Regions from separate parts of the Danio rerio genome. Here region 1 is linked to region 2. A link is a contact called in public HiChIP or PLAC-seq data. All regions are on one chromosome and are shown on one strand. The core of a region is the stretch at or near the end of the contact, and the rest is flanking DNA. Distances in the headings are between cores, read along the strand shown.

Region 1 (6,438 bases), core at 2,975-5,474, 200 kb before region 2:
TGCCAAGTCAGCAACAAATACTACTTGCATTGCAAAAACAATTAACAAAAAATAAATGTAACAATAAAATAAACAAGATAAACTAAGATTTTATGTAAATGAATGATAATTTTTTTTAAGATTAAACATCTAAGATTTAAGATTAAAAATCTAAAAAAAGCAGGAGAGTGCAATAAAATATTAATATTTTTTTACATTAAGAGAAATGTTTCGTATCAATAAGCATCATAGACATGATTGAGAAGTGATCCACACACACACCTCTTGAACGGCTCTCTGCGTGGCCGTATCTGGAGACTGGGAGTCCTTCAACAACTGCAGAACCTGCTGTAAACCCTGTTCATCCGGCTGCCACTCCATCCTGAGCTGCACAAAACACAAATCATAAATATTTTATTACTTAATGCCATGTCAGCAACAATTTTCTATTTGCATGGTAAAAACAATTAATTAAAAAATAAATACTATTAAAAACCACAAGCAAATAATTACATAATTAGAAGGTTACCATTTGATTGTTTGGTGTTTATTATATATATATATATATATATATATATATATATATATATATATATATATATATATATATATATATATATATATATATATATATATATATCCTTTTATTTAATATATTTTGTAAATGCAGCAAGGTTATTGTTGTACAAAAATGTTATTTATATATATATATATATATATGTGTGTGTGTGTGTGTGTGTGTGTGTGTGTGTGTGTATATATGTATGTATATGGGTGTTTACATGTGTGTGTTTACCACCCCATGGGAAATAAACATCACTGCTGATTGGTTGAATTTTGGGATTAATGAACATGTCTAGTCAATGGAGTCTCAGATGCATTAAATATATATATTGACTGCAAGCATCTGGGCGGCAGGTTCACACATCAGCTTTTCCATCTGATCTGGGTGAAGTGGGATCTCAGCAGACGCAAGTGTGAATGTGTGTGTGAGTGTTTGACTTGCGTGTGGGCTGTGTGTGTGTGTGTGTGTGTGAATGAGCAAGTGTATCTGCAGATGCTCAGGAATAGGGCTGCACAAGATAAGAAAGACATTCAAAGAAGCCTTTTCAAGTTGTAAAGTAACCTGATTTTAAAACTAATGAAGACAGCAGAAGTCAATGATTTATGTGAATTGTTTGACCTGACATGTTTTCCGCTCCAAAATAGTTTAAATGTTTCCTAGAATAAAATATAGTGTGTTTAATAGGAGAAAAAAAGTTGTTGTTTTTTTACCCAGACATTTAAAAAGAATATATTTTAGAGCAGTAATCACAATACTGTGATACTCATAGCCAGGGTAGACATACCTTTGGAATCTAATACATGCCTAATTGCAATATATAATTGCAGAAAAACTAAACATCACAAAATCAGATTTCTCCAAAATTGTGCAGCCCTACTCAGGAAGATTCTGTAGTTTTTGCATTCTCATGTTGTGGCTAATATTTCACATAAAACATGAGTAATTGGCCAATTAAAGAGACAGTTCACCCAAAAATGCTAATTTAGTCATCATTTACTCACCTTTCACTTGTTCTAAACCTAATTTAGATTCTTTCCTCTGTTGAGTACAAAGTAAGATAATTCGAAAAATGCTAGCTGGCACCCACTGACATCCATTTGCTGACAAGATGCTTCTGCTAAATGATGCACTCTAATTCGATTTCAATTGTATTTTGATTTATCATCATAAAATTAACCTGCTGATGCCACTGCCAATATGCACCAGACACTTCCCAACACAAACTCTTTTACTTGGTCCCACACACACTCAAGATCTGCTAAACTAACTTGGATTTGTGATGGCATCTATCTATTTCTGCTCTCTGGTGATTTTAAGTGCTTCCTTTATTCTCATTTGTAAGTGGCTTTTGATTAAAGCATCTGCTAAATGAATGAACGTCAACATTACGTCAATGGAATGGTAAAACTGTGTAATGTTTTTGCTACTTTGCATAGAAACACTCACAGGGAAAAAAATTAAAAGTGGTCACAATTTGAAAAGATTAACTTGTCCTAAAAAATTACATAAAAAACATGACCCTAATGGCCACAATGGAAATGAACACTAAACTAATTGCATCTAATTAAGTCATTTGGTATTGCGACCAAAGAAAATCTTAGCTAGTTAAATAAAACATATATATTTCTAATTGTGATATCTTCAAATGTTTTTTTTTCAGTTTTGGAACGAAACATGATTTGTAAATATATTATTCCATATAAATCTTGAAAAACAAAATCCATTAAAACAATCTTAAACATCTATTATTTTATTTCCCTTTTTAAACTTCAACAATACGACAATCAGGGTCCTAAAATCAACTGTGCTCCAGAGCATATCAGATTTTCAGATCTTACTGGAACTTTCATAAGATCTCTGTGGTTTAGATCTGAACTATGAATATTAATAATTATTACAGAAAATTAACCACCTAATAATTAAAAAAAAAGAACTCGATAATATACTACTTTGATTTTACAACAGCGTCAGAGAATGACAGCTCTGTAGATAAATGAACTGACCCTGATTATCGTGTGCTCCAGCACTAATTTAGATGACTCAACACACACCCCGAGTTTAAATCAATCCACATCTCACTGTTTTTACAAAAATAATTATTCACGTTTTTATTTAAGCATTTACATATTCAATATCGTTATGATGCTGCTTTGTATCTTGTTTTTTTTTTTTCAGATTTATAGTCTTATAGACTTCCAACAGACCTTTGGGCGCCATTGTGTCTGGATGAATGTTTTTGATATATAGATATATATATATATATATATATATATATATATATATATATATATATATATATATATATATATATACACACACACACACATTCTTGTGTATAACTGTGCGTGTTTGTTCGTGTATACTCTTTATATGAGATTGCCTGTGTGTTCCTGAGTATAAATATATTATAGTGCATGACTGAGCATGTTTACATGTGTGTGTGTGTGTGTGTGTGTGTGTGTGTTCCTGAGTGTATAAACTCGTGTGTAATGGAGTGTACTTTGTGTGTATAATCAGTTTGTATGAAATTGTCTGTGTATGCAATTGTGCGTGTGTTTCTGAGTGCACTGCATATATTATTGTGCATAACTGAGCCTGTTTACATGTGTGTCCCTGAGTGTATATATTCTCGTGTATAACCGAGCGTTTGTTGGTGTGTGTATAATTTGTGTATGAGGTCGGCACAATAGCCTAGTGGTTAGCGCGCAGACATATGGTGCAATAGCACGTCAGGGCGTCGCGAGTTCGAATCCCAGCTCGAGGACATTTCCCTACCCTACCCGTGTTTACATGTGTGTGTTCCTGAGAGTATATATTGTTGTATATAACCCAGTGTGTGTATAATCTCTGTGTGTATGGGGTTGCGTGTGTATTCTTTAGTGTATATATTCATGTGTATAACTGTGCGTGTGTTTGGTTGTGTAATCTCTTTGTGTACAGGATTATGGGTCTGTGAGCGTGTTTACATGTGTGTGTTCCTGAGGTTATATATTTTTGTAGACAACCGAGCGTGTGTTTGTGTGTGTATAATCTCTGTGTGTATGGGATTGTGTGCGCGTTGTTGAGTGTATATATTCTTGTGTACAAATGAGCGTGTGTTTGTGTGTGTAATCTCTCTGTGTGTATGAGATTCGGTGTGTCTGCGAGTGTTTACATGTGTGTATTCCTGAGTGTATATATTATTTGTATGACTGAGCGCGTGTTTGTGTGTGTATAATCTCTGTGTGTATGAGATTGTGTGTGTAGGCCGTGTGTGTGTGTGTGTGTGTGTGTGTGTTTACGCGGCCCGGTTTAACCCAATTCCCCAGCTCACATCACACGCTGTAACCGACCATACACGAAATAAAACGCATTAAATCGGTGAAATCAGTGCGGTGAGCGTGTATAACGCTGAAGTATAAACAGAGACAGACGCTGATGTAGCCGTTAGCAGCTATGCTAACCCGCCAAACGCTCTCACCTTCAGTCAGTGGATCCCCCTCTCTCTCTTTCAGTCTGTGTTTATCTCTCTCAGCCGCTGCACGAACGCTGATGTCCGTCGGGTCACGGTAACGGAAGGCTCGCCGCGGCTTTCCACTTATTTTCGATGGGATTTAATCGGTGTGCTTGCTGGTATCCTTATTTCACCGGCGGCGGCTGATGCATGGCGGACGCGTTAATCGCGCTCTGTGTATCTGTGCGGCTTCCGTACCGTGACGCTGCGCTCACGTCACGTCTCATTAACATAAAACTACAAAAAGCGCGACTACTGAATAGATATTAAAAATAGTAAACTAACTTTATAGAAAATTAAGCTAAATATCTTGCGATAATTGTTAGTTATGCATCGTTAATGAAGGGTTGTGGGGAGTATAATTAATTTTAAAAGAGTGTAATTCATTAGGTATCCTGTAGATGGAGACAAAGTCGAAAATAATGGAGGGTCATTCAGGTTCATTATCCTCCTCGCCATGAAGGATTTGGTGTCATATAAGTACTGTGGTAGTTTGAATTACCATAATAATAAGTGGTTATTTCCACATTGGTGTAGATTTACATGGTATTCCGTGTAAATAGCCAAAGAACAGTGCAAAACTATTGCTGTACTGAAAATATTATACTACTAGTACTTATTCATTAGATACTAGTACTTATTAAATAGACACTAGTTGTTGTTTATTAGATACTACTACTTTTTTAATAGCGACAAACAATTCTGTTGTTACTAGTACCAAATTTACAATTTTTCTATATGATCTGTCATTGGGATTCAACTATTCAATTTTGATTATACGTATTCCAGCTGGGACTGGTCTAGTGCATATTTTTGTTTACTAGTAGTTAAAAATTAGGTACTGGTACTAATTCATTACAATATTTTTAAAAAGCACTAATATCAAATGAATAGGTACTAGTATCTAATGAATAGGTACTAGCACTTGATTTGATTTTTGATTTATTTATTTTCGAAAAAAAATATCATACATAAAATATCATTGACAAAAAGAAATATGTTTCAACATGGTCGAAAATGGAGCTGAAATTGGATGAAGCATAAGCTTATTATTCTCCCACCCCATTAGACACATACATCATTCGTTTATTACTTAAACTTATTTATTCTTTTACTTATCTCTTCTTTTTACATGAAACATATTTGATCCTTTTGGCATTGTACCTTTTCATTTTGTAACATAGACCCAAAGAAAAAAAAGAACAAAACACATAGTACTGCAAATAGAAACAAAGAAACAACAAGAACAACATAGTATACTGCAAATAGCCGTTAAATAAAATTTCATCATACTTTTCTCTTTTTATCCTTTTTCAATCACCTTCAATCACTAAAATATATTTATACAGTTTTTTTAAATTGATTAATATCCTGACGTTGTTTTAGACTCTGATCAAGACTGTTCCATAGTTATAGTTTACTTAATGAAAAAGATAGTAGTATTTAAAAAATAAGCAATAGTAACATGAAAATAGATACTAAAACGGGTTACAGATTAAATGTCAAAACAGCTTGCCAAAACATCCTGATACAATGGCACTAAATAAACTACTTGGGTTGTATTTATTTTATAGCATTTCTGTTAGAAGCTATAAATATTAAGTTAATATTTTATATACATCTTGAATGTGTATATTTATTTCCCAGAGTGTCACTTTTAAATCTGTTCAAGTTTCTTTCTTTCACAAATTAATATTTATTTAAAAGAAAAAAAAAACAGCCATTAAAGCCGCTTCATAGTATTATTTGTTCCTATGGATTTATGGATGTCAATGCAGCCTCGTAGCCTGTGGGTTTCGGGTGGTTCAAAAGACCCACCCCTCACTGACAAAGGTCCAAAATCTGTCCCATACATGAGCTCATTTGTCCTATTTTGACTGCTAAGCCATCATATGTGGTGAAATATTAGGTTAACTAGGCAGGTTAGGGTAATTAGGCAAGTTATTTTATAACGATGGTTTGTTCTGTAGACTATCGAAAATTTTGCTTAAAGGGGCTAACAATTTTGACCCTAAAATGGAGTTTAAAAAATTTAAAACTGCTTTTATTCTAGCCGAAATTAAACAAATAAGACTTTCTTCAGAAGAAAAAATATTATCAGACATACTGTGAAAATTTCCTTGCTCTGTTAAACATAATTTGGGAAATATTTAAAAAAGAAAAACATTCAAAGGAGGGCTAATAATTTTCCCTTTAACTGTAGTAATGTGTATTTAACATGTATGATTGGTACATCAAAAAGTGTGGTTATGAAGACCATCTGACAAGCTAACCCAGCTAAAAATGTCACTAAAAGCAACATTGAAATCTCATAATTAAATAGAAAATAAAGCGAATAACTCTAGAAAGTCTACCCCTTTCACCCTTTTTTAAAAATTTTTGTTGAACTGACCGTCACTTT
Region 2 (6,063 bases), core at 1,467-3,966:
TGCGCCAGACTGGGCCAGAAGCGGACCAGACCATCAGGAGACACAGCCAAAACACTGATGGACTGTGTGAGAAAGAGAGAGACTTTTCATTTTACTTTTAACAATCTCTTTATTTAGTTGTCTGATCACATTAAAAATAGCGCTTTCCAAAAATTAAATGTTTAACACTTTGGTTCCTGTTGCAGTATTGACATTTTGAGGCTCGTTCTCCTTTAAGTAAATGCCTGTGAGTCCAATACACCACCTTGTGGAAACAACCTCATCATGTCTTGAGTTGAAAAATGTTTGATTTTCTTCCTTCCACTGGCTAAACATATCAAAACATTTATTTTCTGAGCACTGATCCCAATCTGCTTGCCATTTGTTAAGAATATAGCCTTTTATTGGTCTTTTTTTGTAATCTGCTGGACTGTGAGAAGCACATTTGCATTGATGTTTGCAGGGTTGAAATCTCCTCTGATGCTCATGTGCAGATGCAGGAGCTCACCTGAATGGGAGCCAGATCGAGCGGCCCGGAGGAACTGATGGAGACCAGATCAGCACTGTATGCAAACTCACTGGACGGCAGCTGCAGGTCCTTACACACCGACAGCTGAACGGCAAAATAAAACAGCATGATGTTTGCAGAACAACACACAAAAGGTAATTATATACTGCATCCCAATTCACCTACTTATACTAAGTCCTAAAAATATGTACTTTATTGTGAAGAAAAAGTACATACAGTCGAAGTCAGAATTAGCCCCCCTTAATATTTCTTCCCCAATTTTTGTTTAACAGAAAGAAGTTTTTCAACACATTTCTAAACATGATAGTTTTAATAACTCATTTCTAATAACTGATTTATTTTATCTTTGCCATGATGACAGTAAATTATATTTGGCTAGATATTTTTAAGATACTAGTATTCAGCTTACAGTGACATTAAATGGCTTAACTAGGTTAGTTTGGCGAGTTAGGGTTATTAGGCAAGTTATTATATAACGAGGGTTTGTTCTGTAGACAATCAAACACAAATATTGCTAAGGGGGCTTATAATATAGTCCTTAAAATGGGTTTAAAAAACTTTTAAAACTGCTTTTATTCTAGCCAAAATAAAACAAATCAGACTTTCTCCAGAAGAAAAAAATATTATTGGACATTTGTCTCTTTTCTGACCTTCGCCACAGACGTCTGAGACACTTTCCAGACGATCAGCCGTTCTCCACAAACCATCCAAGCCCAACCAGATGCCTCCACCTTCACTGAGATCTGATCGTCCACTGCAGGAAACAAACATTTAGAGGACCTCAAATCATTGGATCGACTCTAAAACACAGTCGAAATCTATAAAAACAAAGAGTGTCACCATCAGCCATGGTCAGCGCCTCCATGACTTTAACAGGTAGAGATGATCCGAAAGTCTGGACATCAAAATTATAAGATTCGACGACAGCATGACTCTGAACTCGCGTGGGAGTAGATCTAGAAGAGAGAAAACCAATTGATATATACAAATTTAGCAAAGTAATACAAATAAAAATGTATTTTGGAATAATTATGCAAGTTATGTTCTATAAGTTATCCTGAATGATGAATATTGTGAAAAGCACTACACAAAAAACAATCATAAATGTGTAATATATATATATATATATATATATATATATATATATATATATATATATATATATATATATATATATATATATATATATATATATATTAATGACGGCCTCAGTTTCTTTCAGTTTACTAGGTATTTAAATTATTTAAATATTAATAATTGTTGTTTAAAGGGCGTTTTTCTTCTGATTTTAAATGTCAATTGATCAGAATAAGAAATGTTTTCATTTGTTTGTTTAAAAATATCAGGGTTATTGCAATTAAATATTGATATATTAACTGTTCAGAATTTAAAACATTGTATTTTGTGGTCTAAACATTAATATTAACATAAAAAATATGCCACTTTTTTGTAATTTTGCACAGCAAAACTGTAGTTAAATTACTTAATGTACATAAATGACATTTTACCCAAGACATAACAATAATTCATAAATAAGAATATTCAGAGATAATAATAAAAATTGCCAAGTAGTGACAGTTGTTTTTATTCTGTATGTATGTATGTATACACACACACACACACACACACACACACACACACACACACACACACACACACAGAGATATAGATAGATATCAGACAGACAGTATATTATTATTGCTACAGTTATTTATATTAATACAATAAAATGAATATTACATGTAATATATGTATAAAAATATGAAGTGTAATTGATTTAAGATTAAATTTACTGGACAAGACGTTAATAACACTTAATTTTGATACAATAATTTTTCAGTATGTATATATATATATATATATATATCATCATTAGGATGTACATCTAAAACACCAGCATGTCAGTGTTAATTCAGAGTGTTTACTGTGTTTTTACCGTGCTGTCACAGCGGAGCGGCGTGGAGAAAACAGCAGTCCGGGCTGAACTGCGCTCACACTCCTCCGTCCGCCGGTCCGGGGCGCCTGTCTGCGGCCTGAGCCCGGTGTGCCGCGGGGAGAAAACATACCCGGTCCACAGTCCGTTTACAACCAGCAGAAAGCGTTCAGAAGCGACGAAATGCGATACAAAATCGGGAAAAGCCGTTTACCGCGCGCTCACTGAAGTCAGGCGCGCACACAATACGCGTCATAATAGAACTGCGCATGCGCTCCTCTGCAGCTGATCCTGAAACCGTTTATAATCTTTTCTCAAATAGGCAAAAGAGGACGTTGAGACACGAAACTGATCCTGGAACAGTGTTACAATAAACAGCACTTCAGTTAGGATTAATGGTCATTCTCAACAGCAGGATTTTGGAAAATGTAGTTTCAATACATATATATATAAAACAAACAAACTTCAGTAAACATACACTTTAAATTAAGTGTTTCAGTAAAGTCGACTTCCCATTTAAAACACTGTCAGTTGTTGATTTTGTCAATGCGCTAGATGGCGCAGTGCCTGACCTACAATCTCAGCGCGCCGTCAAAGAAGGCGCCGAAGAAGAAAACAGCGCGACCAATGGAGCTGCGGTGGAGAAGAGTAGCGGTCAGCCTCAGAGCCTCTTTCATGGCATAAAACAGCACTTTTCTCCAGGACAGGCATTCGCGGATTATGCAGTAGGTGTTTAACATCTTTTCTAAGCTGTTGATGAGCTATAAACCTGTATAAGTTTAGTGTATTTGTGTTCAGAAGTCCAGAAACGTGATGATGGTCGAGGCCGCGCAGCTGCAGGAGTCTCTTGAGTAGCCTTGATTTATTCAATTAGTCTATTTAAAATATGTTATGTTAAGAAACTCGTAAATTTGATTTGTGTTCTGACTTCACCTTTCATCGCTTTGGTTGCGTTGCACAAAATCTAACCTGCTCCTAATGGCTGTATCTCAAATACTAGTGAGTCCACTAACTTGGCAGCATTAATTGAACAACGTCAGAGTTTGAATGCGGACGCGAAAGTTTCATTCACTACGCGAAAATTAACGGGGTATTTCACCCGAAAATAAAACTTTTCATCATCATTTAATCTCATTGAAGTAGTGCTAAACTTTGATGATTGTCTTTTCTTGACAAAACAAGATATTTTAAACATTTTGGGGTAAAAAAAACAGACATTTACATTTGTCGTAGGAACAAAAATACCAGATGTAAAAGTTTGTATATTTACAGGTATATTGTAAATAAGACCTAACCTATCAAGTGTGTACATAGAGTAAGCAAAAACCACACAGGGATATAAGTAAAACACTCAAAGTACGCTCTAAAAATAGAAAAATAATTATTTTGAGCTTAAACATTGAGGTAAAGTTGGTTTAATATTCGCACATTCATTCATCTTTATACTGCGACTATAACTTGCAACACGGTCCTCATATTGTTTAGCACGCTACTTTGAATATTGGGTCTGAAATCGCATGTAATTGTGACGTCAAAACCACTTTATCAGAAATGAATGAAATATTAAAGCTGATATGATTCCCCTGTCATGATATTTATTCATGATTCCCTCCTACAAGTGCTCGATGTTTTGTGTGTATTCTGTGTGTTCTTAAGGAGATGAAGCGTGTCCGGACGGAGCAGATCCAGTATGCGGTGACGCAGTACCTGAAGAGGAGACAGTATATTGACACTGATGGATCAATGAAAGGAGCAAAACTCTCACAAACCGCTGAGGAGATGGCGGCCAGTCTGACAGGTAAATAAACCAAATTATTTATATTAAATCTCCTGTGATTTTTTTTTTTTACTTCCTCAAATATTTCCCAAATGATGTTTAACAGAGCAAGGATTTTTTCACAGTATTTCCTATAATATTTTTTCATCTGGAGAAAGTCTTATTTAGGCTAGAATAAAAGCAGATTTAATTTTTTAAAATAACATTTTAAGGTCAATATTATTACCACCTTAAAGCAATATTTTGTTTCGATAGTCTACAGAGAAAATCACTGTTATATAATGACTTGCCTAATTAACCTAGTTAAGCCTTTTAATGTCACTTTAAACTGAACACTAGTATCCTGAAAAATATCTAGTCAAACATTATTTACTGTCATCATGGCAAAGATAAAAGAAACCAGTTATTGGGAATAAGTTATTAAAACTATTATGTTTAGAAATGTGTTGAAAAGAAATCTCTCCGTTAAACAGAAATTTGGGAAAATATAAAAGAATTAAATATTTTAACAGGAGGGCTAATGATTGTGACCTAAACTGTGACTGTAAATAATAATGAATTGGGCAGTGCTTATTCCCTGTGTTTCTGACCTGTGCAGTTCAGACGGAGTCGAGTTGTGCCAATGTGGTGTCCGCGGCCCCGTGTCAGGCGGACCCTCAGCAGTACGAAAACCAGTACTCCAGGCTACGCTCCTTCCTGCAGGGTGAGACCAGATCCTCAGACACACCCGGGATGCATGATATTTAATATTCTGATAAGAAATTATGTTTGAAATATTTTTAAAAATATGAATAGTATATTATATTAAAATGCAAACTGATGTTGGCGCAATAGCCTAATGGTTACCGCGCCAACATATGGTGCAGTAGCACATCAGGGAGTCCCAAGTTTGAATCCCGACTCGAGATTCAACATTTCCCTACCTCTCTCTCTCTCTCTCTCTCTCTTCTAACCCCCCCCCCCCCCCCCCCAAACTTTGCTTCCTGTCTAAATACTGTCCTATCTAATAAAGGCAAAAAGGCCAAAAGTAGATCTTAAAAAATATATATGTAAATTAATATTAAAATTGACACATAAATTCAATAATAAATATTTAAGTAGTAATTAATATTATTTTAAAATATAAATTCAACATAAAATAAATGTAAAAATATTAATGTTAAAAAAATATGTGTATGTATATATGTATATATATATATATATATATATATATATATATATATATATATATATATATATATATATATATATATATATATATATACATATACATATACATGCACATACACATACACATATACATACAAATACTTACATAAAAACACACACATTTGTCTAGAAGTCAGATAAGGCATTATGTGAATTAATATTAATACTGAAAAGTCCAATTAGAAATTATACTAAAAAAATTAAAAACATTTAAATAATATAACATGAATATATAAATTAATATTTAAATTAAAATCTAAATTCAACAAAATAAATATTATAATGGCAATTCATTTTAAACTATTAATGATATGATTTTTTAAATATAATTTCAACATGAAATAAATATTAAAATAGTAATTAATATAGAATTATTGCTATAATTTTAAAAATATATATTTCAGATAGAAATTCGAAAAGGCAATATTTTAAAAACTCATTTTTTGCAGATTTTTGTTTTGTCAGATTTTCCTAATATATTTCCAATAAGCGGTTGCTTAAATTAAATCTTAAACCAAATCAGACTTGTAATTTACAACTGCAATCACTTATGAAAAATAACTGTAGTGTTTTTGAATTGTACTAAAGTGTATTATGCAGTGTATTATATTATTATTGTTGTATATTAAATTATAT

What was found. HiChIP or PLAC-seq counts read pairs in DNA pulled down with a chosen protein or histone mark.
Region 1: an H3K4me3 HiChIP or PLAC-seq map of gastrula embryo shows a contact between it and region 2, with 5 times the contacts expected there. The contact joins the promoter of tnpo2b here to the promoter of nup133 in region 2. A contact is called at or near these places in 1 of 18 Hi-C or Micro-C datasets (hematopoietic stem cells) and 2 of 4 datasets of contacts at active chromatin or transcription factors (embryo and gastrula embryo).

What each region holds. Positions count from the first base shown.
Region 1 is chr1:57,598,670-57,605,107 of GRCz12tu, reverse strand. tnpo2b (transportin 2b) reads right to left here and starts at 4,224. Exons shown (of 25, transcript XM_021477402.3): 1 at 4,005-4,224; 2 at 262-366. The coding sequence starts at 360. It also overlaps a transcript of rln3b not described here.
Region 2 is chr1:57,395,910-57,401,972 of GRCz12tu, reverse strand. It overlaps nup133 (nucleoporin 133), which reads right to left and starts at 2,716. Exons shown (of 26, transcript NM_213531.1): 1 at 2,445-2,716; 2 at 1,349-1,464; 3 at 1,159-1,262; 4 at 488-592; 5 at 1-62. The coding sequence starts at 2,572. taf5l (TAF5-like RNA polymerase II, p300/CBP-associated factor (PCAF)-associated factor) reads left to right here and starts at 3,048. Exons shown (of 7, transcript NM_199852.1): 1 at 3,048-3,166; 2 at 4,098-4,239; 3 at 4,817-4,921. The coding sequence starts at 4,101.